2 separate regions of the Sus scrofa genome follow, and region 2 is linked to region 1. A link is a contact called in public HiChIP or PLAC-seq data. All regions are on one chromosome and are shown on one strand. The core of a region is the stretch at or near the end of the contact, and the rest is flanking DNA. Distances in the headings are between cores, read along the strand shown. Region 1 holds the start of CCDC69 (coiled-coil domain-containing protein 69). Region 2 overlaps CCDC69 (coiled-coil domain-containing protein 69).

Region 1 (5,042 bases), core at 1,250-3,749:
AGGGCGTTACTGGTGTGATCCCCCCACCCCCCAATTTTTGGCCCTGTTTGCTCTTTACGTTGCTTTTCTAGGTAGTTCATTCATAACCACTGTCTATTTCTTTGAGTTTTCACATACCCACTTTTTTTTTGTCTTTTTGCTATTTCTTGGGCCGCTCCCTCGGCATATGGAGGTTCCCAGGCTAGGGGTCAAATCGGAGCTGTAGCCACCGGCCTATACCACAGCCACAGCAACATGGGATCCGAGCTGCGTCTGAGACCTACACCACAGCTCACGGCAACACCGGATCCTTAACCCACTGAGCAAGGCCAGGGACCGAACCCTCAACCTCATGCTCCTAGTTGGATTCGTTAACCACTGCGCCACGACGGGAACTCCTCACATACCCACTTGATGGTGAAAAACTTGTCTCAATCTCATACCTGGGTTTAAAAACATATTTTTTGAAAACTTTTTCTTATTACAACAGTCATTTTCTTATCAGTAATAAGCATATACTCATGTTGTAAAGATAAGAAAATGAATAGCTTTAAATATCCCAAATCTCACCCTCATCTAGAGGTAATCACTATGCACACTTTTTTAAGATAAGGATGAATTTGTTACCTTTTATAACATTTTAAAACTTCATCCTCATCATTATTTTTATTGGTGACATGACATTCTATTTTTATGGATAAATCATAATTAACTTAAGCTTCTTTTCTTGGATATTTATGTTCTGGTTATTTGCTTGTTGGTTGGTTGGGGTTTTTAGTAAATCATGAGCTCTAGTTCATAATCATTTTAATTTTTTTTTTCTTTTTAGGGCCACACCTGCTGCATATGAAAGTTCCCTGGCTAGGGGTCAAATGGGAGCTGCAGCTAAGGCCTAGGACCCAAGCCATAGCTCGTGGCAACTCGGGATCCTTAACCCACTGAGCAAGGCCAGGGATTGAACCTGCATACCCACAGATACTAGTTGGGTTCTTAACCTGATGAGCCACAATGGAAACTCCGTAATCATTATAATTTAAGTAGACCTCTTTCTTCATTACCCATTCAGCCCATCCTGCAGAGGTGCTTCTCCAACTTGAATATGCTCAGGACTTGGGAAGCTGGATAATCTTGATCCCCTTCCTCAGAGTTTAGGATCCATAGGTCTGGGTGGGATCTGAGCATCTGTGTTTCTTTCCTCTTTTCTCTTTTCTTTGGCCAGGCCCATGGCATATGGTAATTCCCAGACCTGGGACTGAACCCAAGCCACAGCAGTGATAATGCCCAGTCCTTAACCATTAGGCCACCAGGAAACTCCCCGAGTTTGTATTTCTTTTGTTGTTGTTTTCATTTGAAAAGTTTATTGGCGTCTAGTTGATTTACAATGTTGTTATAATTTCCGCTGTACAAGGAAGAGATGCGGTTATCCACGTATACTCTTCCAGTCTCTTTCAGACTCTTTTCCCACAGACGATCACAGAAGATCGGGTAGAGGTCTCCATGCTATACCGCACGTCCCCATTTGCCAGTCATTCCATATACCTCAGTGTGCCTGTGCCCATCCCAAACCACCAGTCCATCCCCCCTCCCCTACCCCGACACCTGTCTCCTTTGGGAACCGTAAGTTTTTCAAAGTCTGTGAGTCTGTTTCTGTTCTGCAAATAAATGCATTTGCATCCTTTTTTTTTAGATTCCACAGATAAGTGATACCATATGCTGTTTGTCTTTCAACTGTCTGACTAACTTCACTTCGTGTGGTAGTCTCTACGTCTAACTGCTGCTGCTTTGGGGAATCATACTTTGTAAACCACCGCCTTACACGACTCTTCTTTCCAAGAACCCAATATTGCCCGTGTCCTCAGGTTCCTTTCTTTGAACCTGCTGCAACCGGTCTTCTACTCTGGGGAGGGGGAAGTTCTTTTGCGATCTCACATTCTTTTTCCATCCATCACCGTACATCCCTTGCATCAGTCCACCTTTCCAGGGTCTCTGGGCTGTGTATAAGTTTCTAGCATACGCACTCACACTAATTTTCAAAGTTAGGTGTCTTTTTTCTGATTGCCACTGCTGGAAACCTCTGCTAGTTTAAAAAAAAAAAAAAGCAAGGGTACACAAAAGTTCTTTTTCCCGGGCACTGATATTTATGTCCTGTTCTCCCTGCATCTGCCTCACAAAGTTGGATAGATAGAATATTACAAATGCTTGTGAACTGGAAAGAGCTATAGACCCAGAAGTGAGGAGGCATTACAATTAAACTTCACAGTCTTATGTATTTGTAGGGAAGTAGTTGGAAGCTTAGGTTCTGGACATAGAACTGGATTTTATCTAGGCTCTGGTACTTCCTAGCTGCAGGAGCTTAGGCAAATCCTATCTCTGAGCCTCATTTTCCTCACCTGTAAAATGGAGGAAATCATACCTTTGCGGCAAAGAGAGCAAGAAATAGAAATAATGTGTGCGAAGAAGCCACGACAGAAACTCTCAATCAAGGCTAGCTGTTGTGTTTCTAAATAATTCTTTTAGTAGCAATTATCTGGCCTTTTCTCGGCAGCGAGCCTGGAAAGAATCCATTGTTCGTGGGGATCTTTTCCGCTCTGACCCGAGTCGCTATCATTTACGAAGATTCTGGTCACCTGCCTCAGGCGGCGCCCCTGCGAGCCCTGAGGGCTTCTCGGAGGCCCTGCTTTTCGGGTATTTACGGCGCGCGGCCGCCCCAGCTCCGGCTCAAGTCTGCGCTTCCAGGTTCAGTTTCAGGGTCTCGCCGACCGCGGAGCGGGCAGCCTGGCGCGGACCGCAAGGTTCTCTGGGGGCCCCGGAGTTGGGAAGCGGCGTCCGGGAGCCCCCGGAGGAGGATGGGCTGCGGACACAGCAGGCTGAGTTGCTGCAAACCCCCCAAAAAGGTAAAGGGCGCCGGCGGAGAAGTTTGTCTTCGGAGGGGAAGGGAGTACGGAACCGCTACGCCGAAGGGGACCCTCGGCTCCCTGGGTTCCCCAACTGCTAGAGGCCGGCACTGAGGGAGGTGGGGACGGCTCGGCCGGGCGGCGCGCTCTCTCTCCCGGCCCTGGACTGCGCTGCACGGGGCAGCGGAGTTTACAAACACGGCCCCAGGGCCCGGGAAAAGCAGCTCATTCCGGATGGCAGACTGGGAAAATGTTAGTGCCTATGGCAGGTGCCCTTTTCCTTGGTCGGTCGGAGCTGCTCGCTGTGTGGCCATGGACTTGTGACTTGACCCCTCTGGGCCTTCGGCTTTCCCACCATTAAGAAGCAGATTATGTCCAGGGCTGCCACACGCAGAGTGGTCCGTGGATTTATATCATGGGCATCACCTGGGACCTGTTAGAAATGCAGAATCTGGGGCTGTGCCCCGGGGGAGTTAAAATAGAACCTGCCTTTTAACAAGATGCCCAGGTGATTACAATAGGCTTTCAAGTTTGAGAAGTGCTGGTCTGAAGCCTCTTCAGGCCCCAGAGCCGGTGCATGTGGGCTGTCCTAGGGGTAGCTGGGAGGGGCCAACCAGGGAGGCGATCCACCGCGCAGCTCTTCCCCCCCCCCCCCCCCCCCCCACGGGGCCTCTGAGCTGGGTTAGGGCCCAGGAGACGCTACTCGCTACTCGGGTTTCTTGCAGTGGGACCAGCTGCCCCTTGGGGTCTGACAAGCCTCGAAGGTCAGAGCCTGGAACCAGAGGACAGCAAGAGGCACAGAGAGGGGAGGGGCTATCCTCAAGTTCTGAGCCTTCTTCCCACTGCCACCTGTCCTCCAGCCAGGTGGGAGGAGGTGGTCTATAAACTTGGCGATCCATCCCCTGGAGACCCTGACAGACCCCACATGGTGACACTATTTAGTAGCTGCTCATTGAACTTGAGTCTCTCTCTCGCCTGCTTTGCTTGTGCCCAAGCACAAGCTTTTCTATCACTGTCCCCAACCCCAGTGATCCTGTTCCCTGCCCTGTGCCTGTTTCAGGGAGAAGAGTTTTTGTCCCAAGGACAGCACCTCCCCTGCCTTCCTTTTTACTCCCAGTTCAAAAAAACAACCCCTCAGAGCTCTGACCCAGAAACCCTCATATCTTCTCTGGCTCCAACAGGGAAACTGAGGTTGGCCTTCAGCAGCAGAAGCAGAGGGCTGGCTATTGGGAGCAAGAGCAGATCAACCTGAGCCTGGCTTGAGACTTAGAACCAGGCTGGTGTCAGGTGGACATTGAGCCTCAGTGTTGATCCTGGTTCTGCCACAAACATGTTGTGTGACCCCCAAGGAAGCCCCCGTGCTCTCTGGGCCTCCGTTTCTCCCTCTAACTGCAGAGGGAGAGAGGTGAGCGGGATGGCTTCTGAGAGTCTGTGTTTTCTGCCCCTGTGTCAACCTCTCAGCCTGCAAAGTGGGCCAAGGGTGAGTTCCATCTACACGGTGGCGGGAGGAGGCTGGAGGAGGAGCCCTATTCCAGGCCTTGACTCTTAGTCTGGAAGAGGAGACCCCAGCGAGCGTGGGTTCCCCTGCCTCCTGGACCTTGCCAGCTGTCCCTGTCTGTCCCCGGCCCAGCCTGAATTGGACCCCCTGTCCTAAGCTGTAAAGGGCATAAAGCCGGCCCAGGCGATCCCAGTGGGAAAGGGCCTTGGGTACCACCTGGGCTGAAGCCTGGAGAAAGACCCGTGTTGCCTCTGCCCCATGTGATGCTTCCAGTGGCTTCATGTGGCTCCCAAAGCCCTTTGGCATTAAAGCCGCCACCCTCTTGCCTGGGAACAGCCTGGCTTGTCTTCCTCCTCCAGTAGTGCCAGGCCTGTGCCCCTGCGTGGCAGGATTTATAAGCCAGTTTTGTTTAAAGTTCATGCCTGTTGCCATCCCTCTGTGCTGTGCTCCTGCTCTATTTATCATCCCGGTGCTACCCCCTCCCCCAGAAGGCATGAGCTTCCAGGCTCATCCCCCACCCGCCCTCGCAGGCTCTCAGCCCCTTGGGGGCAGGGGGCCTCTGAGGATGGGTGGTACAAAAATGAGCTCGGATCGCTGGAGGCTCAGGTCACGACAACAATGACTCACCCTAAGTGGCAGTTGACAGAGTACTTTCACATCCTGCCTGCCTC
Region 2 (5,042 bases), core at 787-3,286, 39 kb after region 1:
GGGGAAGGTGAGGCTGAGAGAGAGAGAGGCCTGCGAGGTGGTCGAGTGCTCAGATTCTGGATTCAGAGAGAACCAGGTGTAAGGAGCAAACCTCCCACTTAGCACAAGCAATGTAACCCCTCTGAACCCCGGTGTCCTCCTCTGCAAGGGTCCTAGCTCGTGCCTCCAGGGGCTCTGTTAGTCGAGAATTGAGATAAAGCCCATCAAGCACTCGATCAAGCACTTGCCATGGGCTGGGAGCAGGTGTCCTGAGTCAGAGTTGGGGGCAGAAAGGGGAGGGAGGGTGGGATCTCCTGCCACCCCCCTGCCCCCAATACTCCCTCCAGCTGGTCTGCTGAGGTCACTCCCTGTCCCTGTCTAGGAGTACGGGAGCCCCAGCCAGTTCTGGGAGCAGGAGCTGGAGAGCTTACACTTTGTCATCGAAATGAAGAATGAGCGGATTCATGACCTAGACAAGCGGCTGATCCTCACGGAGACAGTGGTCTGTGGGCAGCAGCAGTGGGGGGCGGGCGGGCGGCAGCCTCATGCTTCCGCTTTGTGGGCATCTCCTCTGTCCGGTGTGCAGAGGGATGGTTCCTTGAGGAGGCCCTGCCTGGTCACACCAGCTTCAACCTGCTGGCCATGCTGGCCCTTGAGCTGCTGAGGCTGGTCTGGGTCCAGCAGTGGCTCCTTCTGATCCAGGTCCTGTACTTTTCTTGTCTACGCATCTTGTTGTCATTTGGGTGACACTGGGGCAGGTAGCCTGGCTAATCAGGAGGGGCTGGCCAGTGTCACAAATTGCACGGGAGCTGAGAAATGAGTCAAGGCTGGAAAAAAAAAAAAAAAAGACAGATATGGGAAGCCAGAGTCAGCCGGGACAGGCCTGGGCAGTGGTGGGCGTTAAGGACACAGGTGGCTATGTCTCCAGGAGAAAGGAGGCCTTGGGAACCTAGGATTGAATGCACACAGGTATTATATTGTCCCAGAAGACGTCTCCTGGCTTCCTATGTGCCACACAACCTACATTTTTTTTTTTTTTTTTTTTTTAGGGAGCTGCACCTGCGGCATATGGACGTTCCCAGACTAGGGTCGAATGGGAGCTGTAGCTACCAGCCTGAGCCACAGCCACAGCCACAGCCACGCAGGATCCAAGCCGTGTCTGCGACCTACACCACAGCTCACAGCAATGCCAGATCCTTAACCCACTGAGCGAGGCCAGGGTTCGAACCCGCATCCTCATGGATACCGGTTGGGTTCTTAACCCTCTGAGCCACAACGGGAACTCCCAATACAACCTAGATTTTAACTCAGACCATCTCGGATGTCACCTATAAATTGTGTTCAACCATTTTTGTAGAATAGCACAACAGATACATTTATATAAATTATACATGCTTGACTTTTGGAGAACCCCAAAAGCCTTCCTCTTATGAGCTGGTGGAGAATTTCAGATGATAGTGGGCATCTGCTGTCTTTAAAGAGTCTTGCCTGGCAAAGTTGGCAGCCCCTGGCTCCTGCCTGAGTCGCCTTGTTCTCAGTTATCTCATTGCTTCATGAAATGTAACGGTTGTTCTAAAGTGAACCAGTCTTTTCCGTGGCCACAGATAAGAGGAAGGGGACGGCACGGACTGTGCCGAATGAGGGTGGTGGCTTCCTGAGCTCGCTCTGATTTGTTACAGAAAGAAAAAAACCTGCTGCTGGAGGAGAAAATCACCGCCCTGCAGCACGAGAACGAGGACCTGCACGCCCGAGGCCACAACCAGATGGTTGTGTCGAGGTAGCGGCCCCCACCCCGACTCTTCCCACCCCCAGCCCCTTTTATTTATTAAAATGTCCAGTTGGGAGAGTCTCCAAGAGGCCCGGGGAAGGGATCGACCCATGAGCTTAGGCCCCTCTGGGGAAAGTGGCTCCCCTCCTCCGGAGCTCAGAGTCCCGAGAGCCCAGCTCTGCCCAGAAACCCAAGTCTCAGGGCTGAGGCAGCTCTGTGTGTCCCCATGCTGGCTGAGTGGGCTCCATGGGAAAAGCCAGTCCAGGAAGAAGGAACAGGAAGCTTAGCGCTCCAGAAGCCACACAAAGGAACCAGCTGTGAGAGCTCAGTCAACGCGAGCTGGGATCGTGTGTCACACGTAATCTGTTGACTACACATTATCCGCTCTAATGCTCATAATTACTCGGAGCCGAGTCCTGTTACCCTCCCATTTAAAATTTGGGCCAGGGTGAATGCCTTGTCTGAAGTTACACATGGAAGCGGCGGAGCAGGTGCGAGCCCAGAACTGTCTGCCCGTGAGGCCCACACTCCTTGGTCCACAGACAGACTTGGCTCTTGGGGACAGGCAAGCCATGGGGTGGTGGCCCATCCGAGAACGGCTTCCTGGAGGAATGGGTTGGTCTCTGCAGTTGCCAGAGGCCCCAAGAGGCGGTTCCCCACACGCAACCCTGGGCCCTGTCTGCATCCACAGGCAGCTCTCAGAGGACCTGCTCCTTGCCCGCGAGGCCCTGGAGAAGGAGATCCAGTTACGGCGGCAGCTCCAACAGGAGAAGGAGGAGCTGCTCTACCGGGTCCTGGGGGCCGACGCCTCCCCCGCCTTCCCCTTGGCCTCTGTCACCCCCACGGAGGTCTCCTTCCTCGCCACATAGGGCCTGGGCCACCATGACGCCTGTGGTCACAGCTTTCTCTCCAGGACTTGGCAGAGAACACGGCAGGGACCTCTGGTCCTTTTCCCAGGCAGGGACAAGGACAGGAGTGAGGGGGGAGCCAGGCTGCGTGCCCATGAGGCCTGGGGGCTCGGGCCACAGAGCACCACCCATGGGGCTGCCCAGGCCTGAGCAGCTTTGCCCCTCGAGCTGATGCAGGGAACAAACAAGAGGAATCCTCTCCCCTCCCCCTTTCTCCCTGCACAACTTGGGGTTGGGGGTGGATCTGAGGCTCCCCCGGGGGCAGCCACGCCACACTGATCACCTGAGCAAGAGGCGACACCCCCCTGGTCCTAACTTGTCAGCTTCGCTGCTGCCTCATCAACCACTCAACGTTCCCCCTCTACCCCGGCTTCTCTCAGCTCTAAACCATTTGCAGAAACTGAAATGGCCCTGGAGTCCCTCCCTGTCCCACTGGGGGATTTGTCTCAAGGTCAGACTAGGGGACCGGAGAGGACGTGGGCCACACCCTGTGAACCAAACTAGGAAAAGGGAGCAGCTGGGAGGGGGCACTGGAGGCCCTGCCAACTGCAGGACGCGGGACAGAGTCCCGGGCCCAGAGTCTGGTCCATCCAGGGCTTACAGGCTGGGCTGCTCCTCCTGGACCAGGCAAGGCTCACTCCCCAGCCCTCCGGCTCCCTCAGTCTTAGTGCCACCAGGACACGGGGGCCACCTAGTGGCTCTAAGTGCCCTCAACAGCCAGAGCCAGAATTTCACCTGTGTACAGATGAGGAAACCTAGGGAGAAGTAGGACCGACAGAGCCAGGGGACTAGGACTTCATCTGTCACCCAGGCTCTACCTTTTTTTTTTTTTTTTTTTTTTTTTTTAGGGCCATACTTGCAGCATGTGGAGGTTTCCAGGCTAGGGGTCAAATCGGAGCTACAGCTGCCGGCCTACACCACAGCCACAGCCACACCTGATCTGAGCCATGTCTGAGACATACACCACAGCTCATGGCAACGCCAGATCCTTAACCCACTGAGCGAGGCCAGGGATCAAGACTGCGTCCTCATGGATCCCAGTTGGGGTTTGTTACCGCTGAGCCACAGCGGGAACTCCCAGGTTCTACCTTATCGTACTTTTTCTTTCTCCCCAGGTTCTGGGAGGTGAGATCTGGGACTTAGTCTTTCTCCTCCTTTCTCTCGGGCCCCCAGCCCTTTCCAGTCTCCTCCACGCCCACTCTCCACTACCCCCCCCCCCGCCCCGCCGCAGCCCTCAGTCTCCCCGTCAGTGTGAAGGGCTGGGTGCTGGGGTAACTAACCTCCGCAAGCCTGTCCAGCCCCATCTGTGGATTCAGGAGTCTTCTCAGGAAGCTTTGGATCTTTTGGAGACAAGCATTTTAATTAAATGCTTTCACACACGCCCCCCCCCCCTCCCCAATCCACTGAAGATCCTTCAAGCAGGTTCTTAGCCAGCTTTAGCAGAAAGCCAACTGAAGAACTGAGGTCGAGGAGCCAATGGACCTTGCCCGAGCCCCCGCCCACCCTCCACCCCCCACCCCTGGCCCTCGGGCCAGCAGGTAGGAAAAGTCAACTCACTGGAACTGAGGTTTCCTGTCTTCCGCAGCTGCCCTCCTCCTTCCCTGGGGTCTGGGCTTCACCCTCTTCTAGTTCTAAGGGTTCAGATGGGACTCTGCTTCTCCAGCCCTGGGCAGACAGGTCAGCCAGGCGCCTTGGGGCCCATTCTGGAGTGAAACACATGCTTCTTCCTGTAACTCTTGCCAAAACCTGGCTGGGATAGGCTGGTTCATTAGACATTAATGGTGACAGCAAGGAAAAGAATTGGTGGCCAAATAATTTGGGAAACTCTAGGTTCACTCCACTTAAATAGCTCTGCAAACTGCAGGACTTCTCAGAGCCTTTAATGTGCTCACATGCACTCACTGCAGATTCCCAAGAAGGAGGCCAAGTGTCCAGCATCTCCCAAACATCTTTGACCAAGTTTCTGCCCCCAACCCGAGCACTTCAGGCTGCAAAATGCACTTTAAGAGACATGGTTTTCATTGCGAGGGGCTGGGCTGGAGGAGGGGCAGGGTGTGGGCAGAGGGGTTTCCCCCATGTGGCCTGTGGTGGATGTGACCAGGCGCCCTGGGTCACACCATCACACCCGGGGCAGGTGAGCTATGGAAACTAAAAAAGAATACATGGGACCACATTGATTTGGCCTCTGTTTTCCTGGAAGAGGGAATAGGTGGCCCTTCCTGGAGGCCTCTGCTAGGGGCGGGGTTCTTGAGGATTAAGTCCTGGGGCCTGGGGGAATTGCCAGCAGTTCTGGCTCCTCCTCAGGCACGGGCACCCCCAGGTTCTGGCTTTGCCCAGGCTTGATGTGGGGCCTGGGGCTGAAGTAAAGGCTGGCTCCAAGGCTGGCT

The links. HiChIP or PLAC-seq counts read pairs in DNA pulled down with a chosen protein or histone mark.
Region 2: a contact with region 1 is called in an H3K27ac HiChIP or PLAC-seq map of skeletal muscle. The contact joins the enhancer-like site here to the promoter of CCDC69 in region 1. A contact is called at or near these places in 1 of 5 promoter capture datasets (liver), 26 of 47 Hi-C or Micro-C datasets (adipose tissue, alveolar macrophages, blood and 11 more) and 2 of 2 datasets of contacts at active chromatin or transcription factors (alveolar macrophages and skeletal muscle).

What each region holds. Positions count from the first base shown.
Region 1 is chr16:71,775,737-71,780,778 of Sscrofa11.1, forward strand. CCDC69 (coiled-coil domain-containing protein 69) reads left to right here and starts at 2,500. Exons shown (of 11, transcript XM_021077105.1): 1 at 2,500-2,873. The coding sequence starts at 2,826.
Region 2 is chr16:71,814,990-71,820,031 of Sscrofa11.1, forward strand. CCDC69 (coiled-coil domain-containing protein 69) reads left to right here. Exons shown (of 11, transcript XM_021077105.1): 9 at 362-481; 10 at 1,659-1,756; 11 at 2,439-5,042. The coding sequence ends at 2,616. Among named protein-coding and RNA genes, the nearest start is that of CCDC69, 39 kb to the left of the region's middle. Within about 2 kb of position 2,037, at least 18 of the 83 cell types and tissues checked have an H3K27ac peak or open chromatin away from gene starts, as enhancers often do. A contact at or near this core is called in adipose tissue, alveolar macrophages, retroperitoneal adipose tissue and 1 more, where this site is marked.